Regions from separate parts of the Xenopus tropicalis genome. Here region 2 is linked to region 1. A link is a contact called in public Hi-C data. All regions are on one chromosome and are shown on one strand. Each heading gives the region's core, a stretch centred on a gene start, on an enhancer-like site or on the middle of the called end of the contact. The rest is flanking DNA. Distances are from core to core; before and after follow the strand shown. Region 1 holds the start of b4galt7 (xylosylprotein beta 1,4-galactosyltransferase, polypeptide 7). Region 2 holds the start of nhp2 (NHP2 ribonucleoprotein).

The links. Hi-C and Micro-C count contacts between places; a contact is called where the count stands out from the background.
Region 2: a Hi-C map of neurula embryo shows a contact between it and region 1, with 2.4 times the contacts expected there. The contact joins the promoter of nhp2 here to the promoter of b4galt7 in region 1. A contact is called at or near these places in 2 of 5 Hi-C or Micro-C datasets (neurula embryo and tailbud embryo).

The regions. Positions count from the first base shown.
Region 1 is chr3:47,632,713-47,638,438 of UCB_Xtro_10.0, reverse strand. b4galt7 (xylosylprotein beta 1,4-galactosyltransferase, polypeptide 7) reads right to left here and starts at 3,756. Exons shown (of 6, transcript NM_001126545.1): 1 at 3,146-3,756; 2 at 1,912-2,259. The coding sequence starts at 3,195.
Region 2 is chr3:47,805,054-47,811,421 of UCB_Xtro_10.0, reverse strand. nhp2 (NHP2 ribonucleoprotein) reads left to right here and starts at 1,492. Exons shown (of 4, transcript NM_203658.1): 1 at 1,492-1,698; 2 at 2,885-2,954; 3 at 3,044-3,149; 4 at 5,355-5,918. The coding sequence starts at 1,551. The coding sequence ends at 5,480.

The sequences.
Region 1 (5,726 bases), core at 2,507-5,006:
TGGTATTTTTAGCTGCTGGGTTTAGTGCCCTCGTTGGAAATATGGAAAGAAGCAGAAAAGGATGGCAAATAATCATAAAAAAGACCAATTGAAAGTTGATAATACATTCTTAAGAATAAAGTAGACAAGTTACCTTCTATAACACACTAAAACTTATTTACTACCACTTTAATGTATACTTTAGAGCCGGCCCAGCAAGCTAGATCCTTGGGATAATATTCCATACATACAGAGACCTCAAGAAAAATGTCAAAAGCCTGTTTTAGGGAGATACATGTTAGATTCGCACTGCAGTGCTAGACAAACAACTACAGAGAAATGTGCTCATCTGGTTTATATTCACCTACAAGATTTCCTCTTCTAACTTCCTTTGTTTGCTTTTTACAGTTTACCGTCCAAATTCACTTTGAAATAAACACTATAAATCAAAAGATGTCAGTCAGCTAGCAAAATCATAACTGTTATTAAAGTATATTGGGGAAGTTGCTTACAATTACAAAAAAAAAATATCGTTTTGGGTTTACATCCCTGTTGACTTGCTCCATTTTAAGCAGCTTACATGCACAATGTAACAGCAGAAGGTACTGAATGTGTGCATTGAATGGGAGTCAAAAAGGCAGTCCTGTGTGTTTATTGCGACTGGCTGTGTTAGAATGACCTGCTAGTAACAAACTGATTTCTCTAGAAATATCTAATGGTATTACAGTCCAAAACCAGAATCAGCTACCTTAATTTTGTCTAGTTCAGGGGTCTCAAACTCGCGGCCCTCGGTACAATATTTTGTGGCCCACACCAACGCCTTCTCAAAAGCAATGAATGGATAGCGATTTTTATTACGATTCAAGGGATAATGCAAGGCACGGCGGGCGGGAGCTGCTGATTGCGGAAATGACGTTATGCCATCATAACAGTTATTAAGGGAAGACGTTCTGTGTGCACAATTAGCTGCTAAGGAGCAAACTGTGCACACAGAACGTCTTCCCATAATAACTGTTATGATGGCATAACGTCATTTCCGCAATCAGCAGCTCCCGCCCACCGTGCCTTGCATTATCCCTTGAAAGCCAATTTTTTGTAAATCCCTTATGCGGCCCAGCCTCATCCTGACTTTGCCTCCTGCGGCCCCCAGGTAAATTGAGTTTGAGCCCCCTGGTCTAGTTGAAGGCAAATATTGCAAAAGACAGTCCTGACAGCTACATTTGCATTTTTTTAGGTAATGGTGTTTATTCACAGCAGTATAGCGTGGCAGTTTAAGCTTATGCAGACATTACTGTGCTTTTGTCTAGCTGTCTTACTCTACATAGCTCTGTATCAAACATTGCTTAAACTTTTATACCCATAAATACCACTGCCAAAGAGAATTTTACTAGTATTCATTATAGAGTGTAGGCTTTTAATGGAGTTTATTTTATCCTACAGTCTTTATAAAACTTAAATAACTTCCATTTATTGAAATGAAAAACCCAGAGCAGCTCCATTAATAGTGCTTGTCATCCGAAACCATGAATGTTTGTTGGGCTAAAATAAACCAAAAATCAGAGCTCTTGTGTTTCATATGATCATGAGGAACTGTGCAAATAAAGGGTAACTGATTCTTCTCTGTATGTTGTGAGACAAGTACTTTGATCCTGAATATATATCCATGTCAGAAAGCAAGACAGCAATGCCTGCTGTTTTTGCCAGAAATATACTTCCCCCAAGCAAATTAAACAAGGAACTAAAAAAAAAAATTCTAAAATGACACAATCATACATAATAATATACACTGCTTTGAGTTACAATTAAACTATGTATGAAGGCAGCACACCTTGTGCTAAGAGGTGATTATTCTTGTAGAAAAGAGGTCAGTATTGTGTTAAGTTCACAAAGAGCTCTAGAAGAAACAAAGTACATACATACAAACATACATACCTGTAATGATCCACTTGATTGATGATAAAAATATGATGGAGAATTTTTTTCTGTAACAAATACTGGTGCATATGGGGGACAAAGCTCATGAGTTCTTCAAATCGCTCCCTAAAAGGAACCAGCAAAGCAAGCCGGTGAGGACCCCATGAGGGATCCTCATTCACAGTTCTAGGAACCTGGGGGCAGGACTTCTGGGAAGACATTTCATCCTGAGTTCCTCTTTTGCTCACATCACCGGTACAGCTGAGTTGTAGCCAGAGCATAGACAGAAACCCAAGAATCAAGCAAGTCAGGAACAAATTAAAGATGCTGCATTTTCTAGGTAGAAACCCCAGAAACAATCCTGATCTGAAAAAAAAAAAAAAAGTTTTTATCATAAGCAAAAGCTTTTTTCTCACAACAGGATATCAACTTCTTTGAAAGAAACAGTGTTTGCTCAAACAAGCAACTGCTCCTTTGGTAGGATAAATTCAATTTCTTAGATTTTTTCAATACCTGAGATTCAGATTCCTTTTTGATATTTGATGGTGAAATGTCAGTTAAAACAGGATATGCCATCAAATGCAAAAATACCAACCCTTCATCTGCAAATGGATTTACTGCATGATTTATTAGACCTTATTTATAAACATTTAGGCAAAGGCTGCAACAGCACAGTAAGCAGTGTGGGATTTATATCTACAGATGCCAAAGGCACTTTCCCTTTACATTTCCCCTTATGTTATGTTTATGTGTTCAAGCACCAACTGCACAGAAGAAAATGCCTTTCTTCTGTGCCCACTCAGGTCACAAATTCCTGGCAGCAAGGCATTGAGAATATTTTTTTTTTATATATATATATATGCATTGTGACGTGCATCCTGATTTCCACTTATGCTTGTTCACAAATGAACAGTTTCATTTGGGTGTCAGGATCATAAGGCTTGTGTTTCTATTTCAGCTTTTTTTTTTAAAAAAAATTACAAGTATGTGTATCTACTATGCATAACATGAGATGGTTTTGAGTACTGTGTGTACAAAATTGTAATAGAATCTCTATACAAATGATGAATAGACTACCCAGGATGCCTTCTAATTTCTTGACATCTGAAAATATTCCCATTGTCATTTTTATGTAATGCTTGGCTAAAAACATTGTTTCTTTATACCTTTTCCCCAATTTAGCATTTTTTATTAAGTGAAACACTGCCATAATATTTAACTGAAGCTAGTATAACTGAGCATGTTTCCTTACCTGCTGTCTTCCCTGAGGTACAATGCTGGCTTTCTCCTTGTCATATACATCTCCTTTGAGAAATGACAGTCCTTTCCCAGTTCATAAATAACAGTTCCTTAAAATGATTCCATAACCCTCCAAGCCTAACCCTAAAGGCATTGCACAGAGTCACCTATATGTACAAATGAACTGCATATCAAATGCCTTACTCCACTTGCAGCACATTAAGCATCGTTACTAAGGTGATTTTGTCAAAAACACATCTTTATCCTCACTAAAAACATGGCCCAAGGATTGTGCTAAACCATATTATACCCGACTAGCTATAAACATGCTGGCAATTCCTTTCTGTCCGCACAGCCAATATATATATATATAGATACAATAGCCTCGAAGAAACACCTAGGAATTTTAAGTTAATAATTCTGCTCCTAGTGTCACTTCTATACAAGGAGCAGCCTCGTCAAACAGAAAGCCAAAGAGCTGAGTTTATCTTAAAAGTACTCTGTAGAGCAATGTAGAGCAATGTCCCCACTGTACAACCCCTGTACTCAGTTCATAAGCTTCGTTCGAGTAATTATAAATACACCTCCCCACTAAAACATGTCGTGTAGCTCTCAGAAGTCTGCGGGACAATGAAACTCAAATGCACCGCGGCGATAATCCAGGATTCTAAGCAAATGTTCCACCCGTTACACGCTGGCTTGTAAGCTGCTGGTCCGTCGACATATTCCTCCCCAACAGGAACACGACCTGCGCTACAAAGGTTCCGGGGGCTAAAGGCTCCTGAATGGTGTTTTGAGAGCCGGCTTTCTATTGGCGCAAGATAGAGGCTGTGTTTCTGTCAGAGGTATCCAATTGAAGGTATCGTAATTGGGAAGAGTTATTTGAGCAGATGTGCTTGTTGCTAGACTATTATCCGAAGACTTTAGCCAGATTTATTGGAAAAGTATTAGAGATTAATAATCACGCAACTGAACTTAATTCAAAAGACGCTATAATTTGCCATCAAAAAAAAAACGTTGCGCCTAAAATAAGTCGTGGTGTGTTATAGCAGGGTGGTGACTTGGTTATAAACTGTCAGACAAAATGATTTGCCATCTGGAAAGAGCACAGTTGCCCTTGTTCCCTAATAGAGTAGAGCCTGCATTGAGAGTTGGGTCTAATTTCTAAAAACATGCATTAAAGCTGTAGGGACCAATCAGGTCTTTGCTTTGATGTTTTGAGGTATAGTAGCTCAAAATTATTTGTTGATCGATTGCTGTTGTACCTATTGTTCAAGATGTTGCTTTAAAGGAACAGTAACACCAAAAATTGAACATGTATCAAAATAATTAATATATTATTTTATATACTCCCTGCCTTGGTAAAAGTTGTGTGTTGTCTTCAGAAACACTACTATCCTTTATATAAACAAAGCTGCTGTGTAACCATGTGGGCAGCCATTTAAATTGAAAAAAAGGAGAAAAGGGACATGTTGCTCAGCAGATAACAAATAAGTTGCATAGATCCCTATTGTATTCTACACAGTTATGTGCTTATGTAACCTGTGCCTTTTCTCCTTTTTTCAGTTTAAATGGCTGCCCCCATTGCTACACAGCAGCTATTTCTATTAATTATAGTAGTCATTCTGAAGCAAACACACAACATTTACCAGTGCAGGGCAACAGTACATTATATTTTAATTATTTTAAAACATTTTTATGTTTTAGTGTTACTGTTCCTTTAAAGTGGTTGGTTGTTATAAAGCTAGAAATGGTTTCAAAACTTCAGTTTGATTCTGCTTTATTGCTGGTTATCATTCTAGTGCAAGTTTTCAACCCTTGCCTTAGTAATGCCTCAGTATCTATATCATTTTATCAAAAGTGGAATGTAAAATTGTCCGTCAAGAAAGAAGGTAAAGAGACATTCCCAGACTCCTTGAAACAGCATACACCATGGGTTAATCCCCGCCCCTCCAATTAACAGTACAGGCCCCCACCTCCACCTTCCCAATAAAAAATGTATATAAGCTATCTCTCCACCCACGCTCGTTGTCTTTTTTCCTGTCCTAGTTGGTAGTAGAGGCTAAAACTTTCTTGACTCACCTGGGTGTCAGTCCATACACCCTTCGGGAGCCAGTTCTCTCTTTCTCTCTGCTCCGAGGTCTCTTCTTAACCCCGCCATTAGGCTGTGAACAGTTGGGAGCCCTGTTAGGTGGCCAGGGCTGGGTATGTTTTATAAAGCTTAAACCATGGGGATTCGGCTTGACTGATATATTTTCTTCCACGTTTGCACGCCTGGCTTGGTGTCCTGCTGTCTTTGCTGCCTTGGTGCCGGTTGCTTGTGGTTACGCTGTCCCTGCCTGTAAGTTTCATGCTTTCTTGTTGCTTTCCTTGGGGTGGAAAGTATTTTTTTTTCTATTCCTTTCTTATTTCTTTAAGACAATCATGTCTGCCAATTCCCCCAGTGGTCCACAAATTAGAGCATTGGTTCTCAACCTACCTAATACAGCGACCCTTTAATACAGTTCCTCATGTTGTGGTGACCCCCAACCATAAAATTATTCCTAAGACCATCGGAAATATGCGTTTTCCAATGGCCTTAGGCAACCCCTGTG
Region 2 (6,368 bases), core at 243-2,742, 180 kb before region 1:
GGTAAGAAAGTCCTTAGACTTGATGAGAATTACTCTTGCATAAACTGACTAGTTTTTATCCCGGTATTGGGCCTGACAGGTAGTAGCAGTAAAAGAGCTAAGCAGGGGATGTTTGATTTCACAAAATCTTATGAATGAATATTATCTTTAAAACTGCCCCTGCCCATTTATATGTTTATAGGGTACAGTGGCTACAAACGATCGGATTACATTTGTGGCCATGGGGCAGTCGGTTCGGGGACCGCATCAACGAGCCCATGCGGTCCCCGAGCCGACTGGATTTTCTAACCTGGCCGATCGATATCTGGCCAATTTCAGGCCAGATATCGGTTGGCCAGGCTGCTCGTTTCTGCCCACACACAGGCCGATTAGCTGCCGAATCGGTCCAAGGGACCGGCCCGTGTATGGGGGCCTTTATTCTTTGCAGCTTTCAAATTGGGGTCACTGACCCCGGCAGCCAAAAGACTATTGCTCTGTGAGGCTCCAGTTTTATTTTTATTGTTACTTTTTATTCCTCATTTTTCTATTCAGGCCCTCTCCTGTTCATTTATCATTTGTCATTCAAACAGCTCCCTGGTTGCTAAGATAATTTGGACCCTAGCAACCAAATTGCTGCTGAACAAAAAGTGAAACTAAAAAACTAGAAAGAATAAAAATGAAGACTAGTTGCAAATTGTCTGAGAATATTACACTCTACATCAGGGTTCCCCAACCTTTTATACCCGTGAGCCACATTCAAATGGAAAAAATTTTGGAGAGCAACACAAGCATGAAAAAAGTTCCCGGAGGTGCCAATGAGAGCTATAATTGGCTATTTGATAGCCCCTATGTTGACTGGAAGCCTACAGAAGGCTCTGTTTGCCAATTACACTGGGTTTTATGCAACAAAACCTTGGCTCCTAACCATAAACTCATAAATAAGCACCTGCTTTGAGGCCACTGGGAGCAACATCCAAGGGGTTAGGGAGCAACATGTTGCTCATGAACCACTGGTTGGGGATCACTGCTCTACATTATACTAAGAGTTAACAGAAAGGTGAACAACCCCCTTTAATGGCAATTTTGTTTACCAGACAAAAACGTTATGGTGTTTCTCAGGATGAGAATTAGCTGGATATATCAAAAGAGACTGGAGTTTATCGTTATTTAGGACCTTACTCCTAAAGCGCAACGAGGGTCCCGGTATTATGGGTATTATTTATCGTTATCATTGCAGATTGGACTCTTTCCTGTACTTGTATCTACCTCACCACTAGAGGGCTTTAGGTCCTTCCCTTGGAAAGAAACTATCTCTCTAACCAATGATTAATTTATTTCCTTTCTACTATAGATATTAACCATACATACAAACTATACACCACAGTAAAGTCAATATTCTCTGCAATACCGCATATTCATGGCCGGAAGTTTTCCTTACGCAGAGACTAGAGCGCAAGTCACAGATTGCTTTGCATATGCCCCTCCCACCGGACACGGAAGTGCTCAGTTGTGCGAGTGTGCGCGGTTACACGTGGTTGTGCGTTGAGCCTGCTCGTCTGTGATCTAGCGAAATGACTAAAGCAAAGAAGGAGGAATCGGAGGAAGTGCCCGAAACGCCGAGCAAGTCTTACGATGAGCTGTTGGCGTATCTAAACCCCATCGCTAAGCCGCTGGCGGGCCGCAAACTCACCAAGAAACTATACAAATGTGTAAAGAAAGGTACCATGCTTACTTCAATGGCCGCTGGCTCTTTCAGGCGAATGGTGGGGCTGTAATTAGAGTTTAACACATCCCGTGAATTGTTGTTGGAGCATCTTGTCTGAAATGTGTTTTAAAAGCGATAGCAGTCAGTCCGGCTTCTTGCGCACAAATGTGGATACAGTCACTGCGATGTACAGCGATTATAAACTTCGACTTCCGCTGAAATCCTGTGCAGGGATTCAGTAGAGGCTTTTAGCTAGTGACACTCAATTCACAGGAATATGTTCAGTTCTTTTAAAAGTGAGCTTTAGGCATAATTTCTAAAATCTAGTGCTAACATGAATGAAAAATATGCAATAATTCCTAATAAGCAGAACTATAACGGCTGAAAGTCAGCCAAAGCTTAATTGCTTCCTGTCACTGTAAAGGGATGTTTGAGAGGTTTCCCCATTCATAAACCCTGCCACCAACTGTGGCTTCATATAAAGCACTGCCTGCACTGTTATGGAGCCCTTGTGAACACTTGACCCCCCCCTCCATTTTATTGTGAACCAGTGTCACTAAGATTCACCACAGGTCTGCCATCTGAGGGCCTAGAGCAGTGATCCCCAACCAGTGGTTCATGAGCAATATGTTGCTCTCCAACCCCTTAGATGTTGCTCCCAGTGGCCTCAAAGCAGGTGCTTATTTTTTAATTTCTGGCGTGGGGGCAAGTTTTGGTTGCATAAAACCCAGTGTAAAGCCAAACAGGGCCTTCTATAGGCTACCAGTCCACATAGGGGCTACCAAATAGCCAATTATAGCTCTTATTTGCACCCCCATTTTCCATGCTTGTGTTGCTCCCCAACACTTTTTCCATTTGAATGTGGCTCACGAGTATTAAAGGTTGGGGATCTCTGGCCTAGAGCATTTAGAGAGCTCACAGCAGGGCTCTCTGGTTGCCTGCAAGGGACAACTGCAAAAAATGCAGGACTTGCTTTCTTAAACATTTCATCAATAAGACCATAAATACTTGTCCATTAAATGATAGATATGCCTTTTACTTAATCTGCCAGTAATAGAGGTTTTTGAATTCACCGCTTTCTGAAATATGTACACACTGTAATAATCAGAAGCATAAACAATGCCATTCCGTTCAAGAGGTTTTTGGAAGAATTACTACAATATGGATGTATCCTAAAGATCCCTCTATTTTCCCTTTCAGCCATAAAACAAAAGAATATCCGCAGAGGAGTGAAGGAAGTACAAAAGTTCATCAACAAAGGAGAGAAAGGGTAAGAACACTTATCCTTTTCTGAAACATCAATTAACCTCCACGGTAATAGTAGCTTACTGTACAGTTCTGACTTCTGAATATTTTTAGGATTGTAGTAATGGCTGGTGACACCCTTCCCATTGAGGTGTATTGTCACATCCCTGTAATGTGTGAGGATCGCGGCATTCCTTATTCATACGTTCCATCCAAATCAGTGAGTATTCTTTTTCCTTCACTTTTCTTCTAAACTGACAGTTCATTTCAGTGTGTACCAGTGGTTGCCAAAAATGTGCTGAAAAAGTCATCCTCGGCTTATACTCGAGTATATGGTTTTGTAATTCGTTGTGCACGCACGCCCACTGTGCGTACGCTCGCAAATCCCGCCCCCCCCCCGTACCTCCCTCTCCGGCCGCTGCAGGCAGAGGGGGCTGTGAGCTCCAGCAACCGGCTAGCTCACTCAGTGCCCCGGAAGAGACTGCGGCGCTGTGCGGGTCGCCCTGTGTAACTTGATCACTTCTAGCTCCGCCCACTCCACATGTAATAAGGATTTGCTTGTGAAGATATGAAGTACAGGAGACCCCCTACAAGTTGCTAGAACATGGTGTTATTATTTTAATTAAAAAAACGAATTTTTAGAAAGCACTAAGGGGTCTTATAGCTGTTTCAAAAAAAAAAAAAAAAATGGGGGATACCAGGTTTCCAGATAAAAAATCATATACAGAAGCATAACCATGGCAGGGTAGAGGGAGAGTCCTGGGAGCAGACATGCCAATAATTCATATATAATTTGATATGATAGATTTGTCATATCAAATTATATATATATATCGGGGACACACCTGACTATGTGGCTACAGTGAGGGTATAACTGCCCTTGGGAAGTGTTATCTTGCTCCTGGCTCGGCTCATGTTCCCCTCCTGCCTACATATTAATGGCCTCCTGGGATGTGTAGTTCCACAGAAGCTACTGCCATTCTGGCTGAGCACTCTCACAAATAGAAGCTTTGCTGTCAGTTGTGCTGGGAGACATGCTGCATTGCGATGGGAGCACACACAGCAGGATGGCAAGTACTTGATACTTAGTATGGCAGCTTCCTTAGCCTTCCCAAACTTGCCTGACTGTTAAAAAAAAAAAAAAAAAAAAAACTTAGCAGTAGCTGCTGCATTTCCCACCCTAGGCTTATACTCGAGTCAATAAGTTTTTCCAGGTTTCTTAGGTAAAATTAGGTACCTCGGCTTATATTCGGATTGGCTTATACTCGAGTATATACAGTAAATAATCTTTTAGTACACTTAAGGTATGGAGATCCAAATTACGGAAAGATCCCTTATCCAAGAACCCCCAGGTCCTGAGCATTCTGTATAATGGGTCCCATACCTGTACTATTGGAGAAAAATAGGGATTCTTCACAAATCTATCCTAATGGGCCTTTAAACTACTGGTGTCTTCTAACATCTTATATTTACCAGATCTAGTCACTGCAAAATGAGTGTGATTTCTTTACTTTAGTCCTTTGTCATACAACTAATACTTATAGACAGATCTTCTAAAAACAAAATTGCAAAAACAAATTCTCCTATACAAAGTCCTACTCAATTGTGCATAATACTCTTCTTGGTTAGAAACTTCTAGCAAACATTTACTGTGTAAGGGAATGGCACATAAACCATTGTAGGTGTTTTGCCACCTGAGTGATTTATTGAGAATCTCAGTCAAATATTCCTGGAACCAGTCATTGTGTATAACAAGAGGCAGCACTACATAGAATGCTAATGTTAAGCATTACACATATCTGCAGACATAGAAACACTGGTGACAATGTCCTTTGGCTTCCATTAATTTTAGTGGGAAGTGAAAGTGTCTGTTTTCCAGTGAAAAACTGCTCACAAACGTAACATTTTTGGATGGAAAGTGCTACCACGCTTCTGATCTGCTGCTATTATAGTCAATGGGTGCTTTGGTAGGCAGTTTAGGAAGGGTTGGGTTTGCTTTTGCCAGAAAAATGCTGGCATTTCACATTAGCATATGAAATTAAGTAAAGTACAGATTTTAAATAGACAAGGTTTTTAGTTAAAGACACAATACATTAGAATGTAACAAAAATGATTGTGAGATGCTCCAAGGTTTGATCCTGTATTTTGTAATGTTCTATTCTATAACAAGCTTAAATTGGCTTATTTTTATTTTTCCATATACATCTGATATTTAGTGTTTAGTCAGTGAGAAGCCATGCCCTGCCAGTTGTCACTTTAAAGACATCTCTCCAATGTAGCCTAAATATCCAGTTTTTCAAATTTCTTGTTATTTTAAGGCCTTCAACTATTTCTGAATTCTAACACATGATTAGTTAATTCTTGGCCATCTATCCTAGTATAGTATTGATATTTGTGTAAGGTGATACATTTGCGCTTGTTTCAGGACCTAGGAGCAGCTGCTGGCTCCAAGCGCCCGACCTGTGTGATACTGATCAAACCACATGAGGATTACCAGGAAGCATATGATGAATGTCTAGAGGATGTACAAGCCCTTCCGTTACCCTACTGATCTGGACAACTTTAGAGGATACTTTTCCATTAACCATTCTGGCATACTGTGAGGAAAATGGTACCAGACATTTCTTCGTACACACTTTGCATGCAGCTCTAAAGACAAACTGTGAGGACATTAAAGTGTTTGCTGTAATGTGTCAGCTAACCCTTCTGTCTAGGGCTGAGCCAGTTAGGAAATTACAGTTCATTTACTGATTAACAGAGCCTGTTAACACCATTTTTTTAAAGAAATGTTTTTTGGAGATGGATCCTAATTTTGGAAGGGGAGCTTCTTTGTAACAGATACTGACACTTGCTGGAGTACAGATCTAAATTTATGTCCCCCTGCCTGGTATCCCAAGATATCCATAGCACAGTGATATGGGTCAAAGAAGGTTAATTTTCAATTTGAATATAGACATATTACGAAATAAATGACCAATATTTTTTGTTATATATGGATTATTTTCCTGCCTATTCTCTCTTTAAGATAACTGCTCATTCTGGGAGCGGTCAAGGTGAACAATTAGTGTTTTAGGGTAAGAAAATAAAGCATGTTGGGTTTTTTTTGGTGGGTTTTTTTTATTATTCAGGACACATTTCCATTAGGGCCCTTTATTTGGCTGATGGGTCATGCTGTCACGTCATGTGGGTGGCTAAGAAAACATGCAGCAAATATCCCCTAGTAGCCATTTAGCGGGGTTAACAGGAATTGGCCCCTACAGCTGTTTGACTTCAATCAAAATCTTGTTAAAGTGCAATTAAATGATGTTTAGGCAGATTTAAAAAGCCCATGTTGTTCTGAAAAAAAGAATGATATAAAATTTTTCTAGGTAACTAAACTTTGCCCTGGTAATGTCATGAAATATCTAGCAAATAAAATGCTAAATTCTACACAAGGAAA